Regions from separate parts of the Gossypium hirsutum genome. Here region 1 is linked to region 2. The links are chromatin contacts, called in public Hi-C maps. All regions are on one chromosome and are shown on one strand. Each heading gives the region's core, a stretch centred on a gene start, on an enhancer-like site or on the middle of the called end of the contact. The rest is flanking DNA. Distances are from core to core; before and after follow the strand shown. Region 1 holds the start of LOC107898106 (ethylene-responsive transcription factor ERF060-like). Region 2 has its middle 10 kb from the start of LOC107958993.

Region 1 (5,626 bases), core at 2,718-5,217, 110 kb before region 2:
TAAAGGTTGAATTTTGAGAGTTACACGGCCTGGCACACAAGCGTGTGGGTTGGCCGTGTGAAACAAGTCAAAGAGTTGCACGGGCACGAACACGGGCTGAAACACAGCCATATGTCCCTACTTTGAATGCCCACACGACTTGAGACACGGTCGTGTGTCTTACCGTGTGACCCCTATAGTATGAATTTTTTTATCTTTTGCCATGAAGTTTTAAATGTTTTTGATTTAGTCCTGAATCATTTCTAAAGTGTTTCTAAGGCCTTGAGGGCTTGAAAAAGAGACGTTATACATGTGTTTGAATGGAATGTGATGTATTTTATAAATGATTGTAATTGAATGTTTTAAGTTAAAAGTTTTCGGTAATGCTCTGTGACCCTATTCCAGCGATGGATATAGGTTAAGGGTGTTACACCACCTACAACCATTATTTGTTATCAACCCTCAAAGTTTATATCCCTTACAATTTAGTCAATAATATCTAATTTATCAAATGGTTTAAGCTTGAATTGCTCATGATTTTATCAAAAATTACTCATGCATGAATCAAATTCCTAATATCTAATTTTTGTAAGGTTCTTCAATAATAATAATAACTTAATTAAACCTCACCAATTACATAATCTAAGGCATAGGCTAGTATTATCTAACATTCCTAAACAATTTCCTGGTAAAAATTCAAACTAAAACTCACCTTCTTCAAGCAAGCTAGTGGACAAGAATGGAGAAATGAATGGAAATTTGTTTCTTTCTTTCCTTGGTGTACGGTGGAAGAGAGTGAAGAAGAAAATCTTCTCTCTCCCACTTATCTTACATATATATACAAATTTTAGTCCTAGTATTTTTAATAATCAATTTAATTCAATCACACTCACTAATTCAACCCCTCAATTCCTTACTCAACATTTAATTATTCTATTTTAATTATCTATTAACTCAATTAAATTAATTTGATCTAAAATTAAATTTTATGACATCATTAGAAATCAGACTGTTATAAATGATGCTTGAGGTACGAGCAGCTGATTTAAGATGTATTGTACATGATGAGGATGGCCTAGTACTCAAAGGTTTAGCACATCATTTCCTAATTGTTGGGACACTACCTAGGCGGAGGCCTACGCAATGCAAATGGACCTTGAGCTTGGGCGGGACTCGAACTTTAGTGACACTATAATTTAATTCTCTCTTGGTAATTTCGAAATTTCTACATGTTGCATTGAATTTAACTCTCTTGGCCCCATTTGCCTATGTGTTTTAGAACTTTAATACTTTTAAACTTTCATTTTACCAGTAGGTAAGTTAATAAGGTTGCCAACATGATTAGTCGCATAGGCTTGTGTTAACTACACATGAAACTCGTTTCGGTGTGGATTATCCCACAAGTTTCATGATTTTCTCATTGCTGATTCTTTATGATGAATGAAACTGCTTTTTGTGACTTTTTATTTTTAAAAATAATCCCAAGCTTTAATTCAAAATAATAATAATAATAAACTCCAGCTAAATTTAAAAAAGTTAATCCCAAGCGTCCATCCCCTCACATTTGAATAATTTTGCAAGTCAAATAAAAACACCTCAAATACTGCAACTAATACTAAAAATTATACTAATTTGTTGTATATGCACCCATTAATAAAAATATAATTAAAACAAAAATTATTATATGTAATAATAAGGAGAAAAAAATTACATTAAAACTTGAAAAATAATATTGTTAAAAAAATAATCACCAACTCTAAAAAGTTTAATTTTTATAAATCATGAAACATACATGAATGATAATTTTTAAAAAATATATAATTAAAAATAATAAAAAATGTGTTGACAAATTAGAAAGCAACCTAAAAAGGTTCAATGGGAAGCACATTGCCTAGACAGGTTAGAACCTGAACAATTCTCCACTATAAACCACAATCAGATAACAATTATAAAACAATGGAATCAATTGGTTTCGATTGCTTTATTCTGATTTATGTAATATGGCACCATTTCATAGATTACATCAAAATTTTGTTTGATTTGCACTGTTTAAGAGACAATGAATGATGTCTTAACAGATAGATTATCAAGGGAACCAACGCGTGAAGAACCAGAATCGAACACCATCACATGCAAACCATTTACATTTGCATAAAAATATAAAAATTAAAGAACAAAAAAGTACGTTAACTATAAATAATATAAATATATAGACATATTCGAAAGAAAGCTTTACAGTCGACCTCCAATAATGATGCAAATAAACATAAACTTGAAGCTCTCCAAAAGCCATTGCTAGGAAAAAAAGGTACCAGCAAGAGCAGTCTAGGAGGAGATGCCTCTCTGTTACACATATTAACAACATACAGATTCTAAACTGACACCTAAATACCCTCTACAAATGTCAAAAATTTCATTGTAGAGATAACTGCAGACCCACTTAAAAGACCTACATAACCAAACAAAAGATACTTGACCTAAGAAATTACAATAAGATTACATGATAGTAGCTGTAATTTTTTTTTTTAAGACTCAGATAGTTCCCTAATGGCTTCCCAATCAATTTCCACTGAAGGGTACTTTTCCAAACCGAAAATTTCGTTGTCATCCCACTTTGAATCAGAGAAATCGAAGAAAGTGATATCAGATTCTGGTGAAGAAGATCCTGCCAATGACTCATCGGATAAATCCGGGGATGAGGGTGAGGATGATGATGATGACAGCGAGTTCATCTCAACTTTAGGACTAGCAAATCTTGGAGACTGATCAAACTCCTCACGCTTCACAGGGTAATCAAACTCAACCTTGGGATTTGAATCGGGAACAGAACAGGCCTTTCCTGAATTCTCTTGTTTCTGCAAGCTCTGGCAGATAGCTTGTAGCTTTGCATCAACTGCAGAATGGAGGGGCTTGTAGTCACCAAATTCTCCAGAAATATGAGCTCCTTGGTGCTTGAGGTGGGGGAAGTTGAGCCTGGCAAACTCTCCTCTAAGCTTATAGGCAGCCTTGTCATAAGCCAAAGCTGCTTCTTCTGCTGTATCGAAAGTGCCAAGCCAAAGGCGAGTTCGGTTCTTGGGGAGTCTGATTTCAGCTACCCATTTGCCCCAGTGCCTCTGTCTCACCCCTCTGTACAGCTTGGTAGGCTTTGGAGGGGTGGAAGACACATGTTTCATGGGTACAGCTTTTGGGGAAAGAAAGTTGAACCTTTGGTTTTTTAGGGATGCGGTCGTAGACTTGGAAGCAACCTCCTGCTGCTGCTGTTGCTGTTGATAGATTTGAGCTTGGATTTGGAGGATTTGAGAAGGGGTGAGTTGGTTTAGCCCAATTGAACCTGTTTGCTCAAAACCCATCAAGTTTTGATAGTTACAGAACCCTTGTTCTGAGCACAAATGGGTTCTCCATGGGGAGCAAAATTCAGGATACAGGTTAGACTGTGAATAAGAAGAAGAAGAAGATAAAGGAGAGGTAGATGAAGCACTTTTCATAAAAGGTTCAAGCGCTTTCATCAACTCCGCACTAAAAGGATCTGAGAAAACTGAACTGTTGCTATTGCTATTATACATATCTATAGCTGCTGCCATATTCAATAACTAGGTAAAAAACCTGTATCTTAACCAAAACTAAAGAACAGGTACTAGTTTGATTAATAAAAAACAACCTTGAGGGACCAAAAATAAACCCTCTTAGCTGATGATAATAAATAATAAAAAACAAAACAAAAAAAAAATCTGGATCTCTATTCTGGGATCACCTGGCTTTCAGAAAAACCAAAAACACCTGCTATGATAGTTTAGGTTTGTTCTTGACAGAAACTTTTTCGGCTTGAAAGACAGACGATTACAGAAAGGGATTCAGAGAAGCGGGGAGTTACAGAAAAGGGGGGGATTAAGAAGAAATCTGAAAATGCTCGAACAGTGTTGAAAATTCTGAAAACTCTCAATTTTTTATTTTATTTTCTGGAGTGGCCTCACCTTGGTGTTTTACTCTCATGCATTTCCAGGGTCACCTTATCTCTATTTATATAACCCTCTACCCATGTGCTTCTCTCTCAAATCCCTTTAGATTTTTTAATTAATTAATTAAATTAATTTATCACCTTCCTTCTCGTCAACTTTCAAGGATGCCTAACAATGCCTTTATTCGGTGGGGAAAGGAAGTTACTGGGCTCCAATGGGGGTTCGCCATTTACTTGAAACGTTAACCGGCAGGTGTCAGCCAGCGAAGGGTAGTTTTATACGTGTCTTACTATGATTGGTGAAAATTTGGTTGACTGTGCTGGGGTTAGCCTTTTACAGTTTAATGCATCTTTTTTGTCCTGTTGTGTTTGATTGGCGGCAAAGGCTGACCTGCCTGATGGAATTTCATATTCATAAAGCAAAATAGGTGCCTTTTGTGGTCCGCACCTTTTAGATGCTCTGAAACGGTGGCTACACGGTCTCTAATTTTTTTTTTACAAGTTTTCTATACAATATTAGGTGCGATCAAGTGACACAAAATAAATTTACACAAAAAGAAAACACAATTTAAAATAGTATGAAATATATGTCTAATGAGAATTTCAAATCACAGTTTTATATATGTAAAAATAAATTATTATAAGTTTTATAATATGAAGTTAGTAATTTTATTATGGTATAATGAAAATTTTAATTTTTAATGTTTATATTTTTTGTCATTTTGATTATTATTTATTTTTTTTGAATTAAATTTAGTTTTTAATCTTTTAAAAGAGTTGAATGTGATCATTAATCTTTTAAAAATACTCAAATTATTATTTTTTTAACGAAAATATTGACTAAAATGTTATATTTTTAGACATAACTTGTATAGCAATCCACGTATATTTTATACTAATTTTTTAAATTATTATGAACATTTTTTTTAGAATTTTGAGTTATTTTATTATATATTTTTTGAGTTTTTTATAATTATTAAATTATTTGTTACCGTTACATACAGCCAAATTTAGTTAAAAAGAGAAAGAATAAAGGCTAAATTGATAAAAAAAAAATATAAACCTTAAGAACTAAATTTATTTTTACTTTTTATATATTTTACAATGTTTAGTGGGAACTGAGATAATTATAGTTTTATTTTCATATTATAAGATCAATGTTTTCATATTTGTATAAAATTGTTAACAATATTAATAAAAATCCATTTAAGTGATTATTTAATCTCTTAAAATATAACTAGATTATGATACATTTATAATGTTAGTAAAAACAATTATATAATATATTAATTTAAAAATTTACATAAAAATTAAATATTGACTTTGGTTGAAATGGTAAAATGGAGAGAGTGAATATTAAGATGATATGAATTTGAATTTTGATACATGTATATATTTTTATAGATCTATCAAAATAAAGACATAAGTATCCAAAAATAAATATTTCCATTCTTCGAAAAAGTAATTTTCTTTTAATAAATTCATAATTAAGTTGATTTTCGGTTTATAGTGAAATAAAGGATGTGGACGAAAAAATTTGCATAATAATATAAAAATGTACATAATAATAATACTATTTTAGTTAAAGTGATAGAGTTGAACTTTTTATAAATGTGTTGTATGGATTCAGACCTATCTAAATGTAAAATATTTTGTTAGTTTTATTAAAAAAAAAAGTAAAAACACTCTTAT
Region 2 (5,653 bases), core at 99-2,598:
GACTGCTCTATCTATCAAAGGGGTTAATGGAAATTGTAGAGGACATTCAAATAGAGATTTGATCTGGTGGATCCAAGAGCTACGTAATCATGAGTACAGAGTACTCATTAAGTACCTAATAAGGTGAATTTTGCTACGGACTCTTTAGCTGATTTGATGAAAGGTTTTCTCATTAGTGTGAGAATTTTTCATGTTACCCTTGTATTGATTAATGATCAAATAGACAAAAACTATCTTGTTACATAACTCTGACCCTATTATTTGCTGATAATTGATGCTTTTTACATCTTGTTACCAAAAAAACACAAAGCTGTTTAAGTGGTATATTTTTCATAATATTGATATTTCATTTTTTCTATTGTTTTAATTAAGATGATATGTTGAGATTTTATAATATTATAAAACTAAACCGAGAGAATTACTTGATTCACTTCATGAATTTCACATTAAATTCATTGATTTAGGACTTCATTAAAGGTTGATAAAAGTGGTGGAGCAGAATAGGTTTGGTGAACGAATACTTCATTCCGAATCTACCATCTTCGATAATTACTATTTTATTCCTTCAACGTTTTATGTATTTTTTTTATATTTTTAATATAGATTAAATATACACTAAAATCATACATATACCAACATCATTTATATAATTATCTAAATTGTTGATCGAGTAATATTACAAGTTAATTAAATATTAAATTTATTAAAAAATTTATTAAACTACTTTTACATATTTGAAATAAAGTATATTTTATAAGAGTATTTTTATTTTTTAACATTTTAAATTAAATCAATGAAATATTATAAATGATAAGATCTAAATCTATATCATTAATATGTAAAAAAATCTCAACTTTATTATCGCAACCACGTTTGATTTGGGTTAAAATCATTATTTAGAATTTAAATTTGACAACTTTTTTCACATAAAGATTTAAATATTTTTTTGTCTAAATTAAATTCTGATGTTTTTATATTAAAGCTTGAACTTAAACAATATTTTTTACATTGGAGCTTGAATTTTTTTATCAAAGTTAAATCTAAATTTAACAATAGTTTCCGTTAAGGTGTAAACTTTACAATCCTAATATATGAAAAATTTATCCAATTTAAAACTTAATTTAGATAAAAAAAAATCAGATCTTAATATAAAAATCGTTATAAATTCAAGATGTAACTTAAATATAAAAAATTTAGACCTCATAATTTTTTTACATTTTAATATTATTTATAGGTGAAATCATTGGCGATGACGAAATACAGGTAGCCAACAGGATAGAGATAGGGATAGGTGAAGATAACGTCAATTGCGGCGCCAGGTTGAGAGAGAACTTTTGAGAAAAGATTGTTGGGAATTATTTTGGAGGAAAGCCAAAATATAAGCATTGGATTCTTCACATATCTCAAAGGTTGGTTTTATACACAATTTTAAAACTAAAATATATAAAAGAATAAAAAAGGGCTGACTTGAGTTCGCTGCATCACACATTTCGATGAGTGCATCTATTCCTTCCAGCCTCATGAATATTTTGGATGGGATACCCATAGGTTTATATTATACAGATATTTTAAATTAATTTTGGTGAAGGGAAACTATTACCTTCTAAAGTAAGGGCATCTCATTTAGGGTTGAGATCGGTTAGTTTTGATTGAATTTTTCAACTTTTTTTTATAATTTTTTTTTTATATTAATTTTAAGATTTGAGTTTTTAAATTTTATTTGATAAAAGAAATTTTATAGCCTTTTACATAATTGTTAAATATTTTTTATTTTAAAATATTATATCAATAAATTTAATAAAATAATTTTAACAGTATTAATAATCTAAAAAAATTAAATTTTTAAAAGTAAAAATAAAAATACTAAATTTTAAAATTTAAAAAAATACAAAAACAAACCGCATATTTTAAGCTTTTAAATACCACCCTAAATAAAAATAAATTGGAGTAACCAAAATTTTTAAAATTATAAATAAATAAAAAAGCGTCTAAACACCATGATTCAAGAATTGTAAAGCAAGCAGGGATAAGGTTGAAATAAATGAACAGTAAAAACGTTGAGAAATGAAAGGAGTTAATAGTTGCGTAAAAAGGAAGCGAAAAAAAGATCCCATATTATATTATATTATATTCCTCAATTCTTTCAAAAGAAAATATATATTATATTCCTCAATTCCCAATTTCCAAAGCCACTGAAATTGAAATAATTAAATGTTGGATCATGTGAAAGGATGTGGGTATGTACGTAAGTAAGGCATGGGACCTACTTTGACGCGCTTACACGTCGTTTCTTACGTGGACATAACTTTCAGCCCTTGCATTTGCATTCGCATTCGCGTACTCTACTCTCTCTTTCTGCTTTTCTTTTTCAATTGTTTTTAGATACATCATTTATACTGTAGTATTGGTTGAGTTATAGTTACAGGTACCTTAAGATCAAACATTGATATAATGTTTTTTAAGTAATTCTTTTTACAAAAACTTTATATAAACTATTTAAAATCACATATATTTTATATTAATATTTTATTTATTTAAAAAGTCTTTGAATGTTTCACAAGTAAATTGTGGCACAATTAGATGCTGAATTAAAGTTATTATATTAATATAGATAAATAAATATATAAATATATTGTAATATAATAAAAATAGAAAATTATACTATAGTCACTTATTATGTAAGTTTCTTTTTTTAGCTCAATTATGAAAAATTATAAAATTTTATATAATTATTTAATTTTTTTTTGTCACCAGTTGTTAAATGGCTAACAAAAACTTAATACGATAGCTTTTAAAATTGACATAATAACAATTTTAACCTTCAACATTTATTTATTCGGCTAATTTAGTAGATTCTAAAATAAATTAAATCCTTAACGCTTAAATAGTGTGTAATTTGATCATTTTGCAATTTTATTTTTCTTTGTAGCATTTTTTGACATTGTCCTTGCATTTTATTCAATTTAAAAATGAACAACAACAAGAAACAAAACAACCCAAATTCTGATACCTAATTCAATTACTTGAAAATTTTAAAAAAAAATACCCACTTCATTAATTTAATCTAATTGTAAGTCTAACAACTTTAAAAAAAAAAGAGCTTTGATTTGCTTCATCAATGGCTAGCTCAAGCTAACAAAAAATGGATTAATTATCATTGGAAGATATCAAGTTCTTAGTCATTTGAAGTATAAGGAAAGCAAGGTATTTGAGGATTGTCTAGTTTATAAACGTTGAGCACTAAATTTTCAAAAATTAAGAATAAATTGACACAATGTGTAAATACTATGGATTAAATTTGTTATAATGCCAATTTCAAAAGTTGCCATGTCATCTTTCCATTAACCATTTAACAACATATGACTAAAAAGGAAAAAAAATGAATAGTTACGTGACTGATTCGTAACTTTTCATAGTTGAGTGACAAAAAAAAACAACATGATAGTTGAGTGGCTACCAGTATAGTTTACCCTATTAAAAATGATCTTTTGGGATTTTTTCAACAAAGTTTTTATCAAACACACCCATAGTCAAAGGCTTCCTATTAATATATATATATAGATGTATTAGGAGTTAATTGCATTATGCATTAAACATTCTAATTACATCTTCAAACTATCAATGTTATATCAATAAGGTCAATTTGTTATTAAAATTGTTAATTTAGCAATTAAATGAGATGCCGAATCTCATGTGGCATAGTTTAAAATGAAAATTGTAAAAATCTTAGTTTTGAGATTTTCGAAACTTTTACAAAAGTTTTATTGTTCACTCTCTCCTTTTGCGATTTTACTTTATTTTAGTTTTAACTTTTAAAAGTTATGTAGTGACGTGTTTCTTTTATTTGAAATTTTCATTTTAAATTATGTCTCATAAGATTTGACATGTTATTTAACGATTAAATTAATGTTTTAATAATAGAAAGACTTGATTGATATAACATTGATAGTTTAACTATGTCATTAGAATGTTTTGAAGTTTGGGGACCAATTTAGAACGAATGTCATACTTTAAGGAAGTCTAGTGCAATTCACTATTTATCAATAGTAATGTTTTTCTTTTTAAATAAATCTAATACATGCGTTGATTGCACTAGACATTCTCAAAATATGACATTCATTTTAAAAGAGTTATTCACAACCTCAAATATGAGGAACACTGATAGCGTACTGTCAGGAATTTCGATATGCATTCAAGAAAATATGAATGCCGAGCTTATCAAGGAGTTTAAACCCAAGGAAATTCTAATGGCAGTTAAAGGTATTGCTCCACTGAAAGCTTTAGGTATGGACGGTTTCCCAGCCCTTTTTTTCCACAAGTATTGGCATATTGTGGGGGAGGAGGTTACAAAGTTCTGTTTAGAAATTCTTAATAGGAAAAAGGAGTTCAGCATTATTAACTATACTAGTATAGTGCTTATTCCAAAAGTTGATTCCCCAAACTGCATGACACAATTCAGGCCGATTAGTTTATGTAATGTGGTGTATAAAATCATATCCAAAACAATTGTAAACAAATTTAAAATTGTTGGACAAATGCATTGATGAGGCGCAAGCAGCTTTTGTTCTTGGACGACAAATCATAGATAATGTGATCATTGCCTATGAGGTTTTACAAACATTAAAACAAAAAAATAGAAGGAAATAGGGGATATTTTGCATTAAAATTGTATATGAGCAAGGCCTATGATAGGGTTGAATGGAATTTTATTGAACAAGTAATGAAACAAATGAGTTTTTGTGATGAATGGCTAAATCTTGTAATGGGGTACATCCGATTGGTGGAATATTCGGTTCTATTTAATGGGATTAGAGGAGAAAATTTTAAGCCTTCAAGAGGTTTGAGACAAGGGGACCCTTTAAGTCCATACTTATTTCTTATCTGTGTAGAGGGTTTTCCTTCACTCATTCAATTAGCAAAAAGAGAGGGAGCTATTAAAGGCGTAAGGATGGGGAGAGGAGGACTTACTTTAACTCATCTTTTCTTTGTTGATGATAGTATATTATTTTGGAAAGCAAGTTTGGAGGGTGCAAGTGCTATTAAAACAGTTGTGAATGAATATGAAAGGATTTTAGGGCAGTCGATTAATTTTAAGAAATCACTGATTTTGTTTCAGTAGTAATATTCAAATTGATAGGCAGGAGTAGATCGGAGTGATTCTTGAGGTAAGGGTTTCGAGTAATCTAGAGAGATATTTGGGTCTATTGACTATGACTGGAAGGCGACAAAAGGAGGCATTTGCAAGTTTCAGAGATAGATTTATTAAACGTATTAAAAGTTAGAGTGTTCGTCAGTTATCTCTTGGAGGAAAAGAAATTTTTATTAAAGCTATATTACAAGCCTTTCCAGTTTATACTATACAATGTTTCTTATTTCCCGGTTCACTATGTCGTCAGTTTGAAAATATTATTAGCCAATTTTGGTGGAGAAATTCTAAAATAGGGAAGGGAATTCATTGGTGTGATAGGAAAAAATGTGTAAACCGAAAGATCAAGGAGGGTTAGGTTTTAGGGATTTCGCGAAGTTTAATATAATTTTACTTGCAAAACAAGGGTGGAGATTAATTATGAAACCAGATTGCTTATTTGCGCCTGTTATGAAAGCAAATTATTTTCCGCATATTGATTTTATGAATGGGAGGTTAGGATCCCAC

What was found. A called contact is a pair of places that touch in the nucleus more often than the background predicts.
Region 1: a contact with region 2 is called in a Hi-C map of leaf, with 2.0 times the contacts expected there. The contact joins the promoter of LOC107898106 here to the enhancer-like site in region 2. A contact is called at or near these places in 2 of 34 Hi-C or Micro-C datasets (callus and leaf).

What each region holds. Positions count from the first base shown.
Region 1 is chrA11:43,933,386-43,939,011 of Gossypium_hirsutum_v2.1, reverse strand. It overlaps LOC107898106 (ethylene-responsive transcription factor ERF060-like), which reads right to left and starts at 3,967. Exons shown (of 1, transcript NM_001326854.2): 1 at 2,219-3,967. The coding sequence starts at 3,560. The coding sequence ends at 2,505.
Region 2 is chrA11:43,818,651-43,824,303 of Gossypium_hirsutum_v2.1, reverse strand. No RefSeq gene overlaps it. Among protein-coding and RNA genes, the nearest start is that of LOC107958993, 10 kb to the right of the region's middle. Within about 2 kb of position 1,348, at least 3 of the 9 cell types and tissues checked have an H3K27ac peak or open chromatin away from gene starts, as enhancers often do. A contact at or near this core is called in leaf, where this site is marked.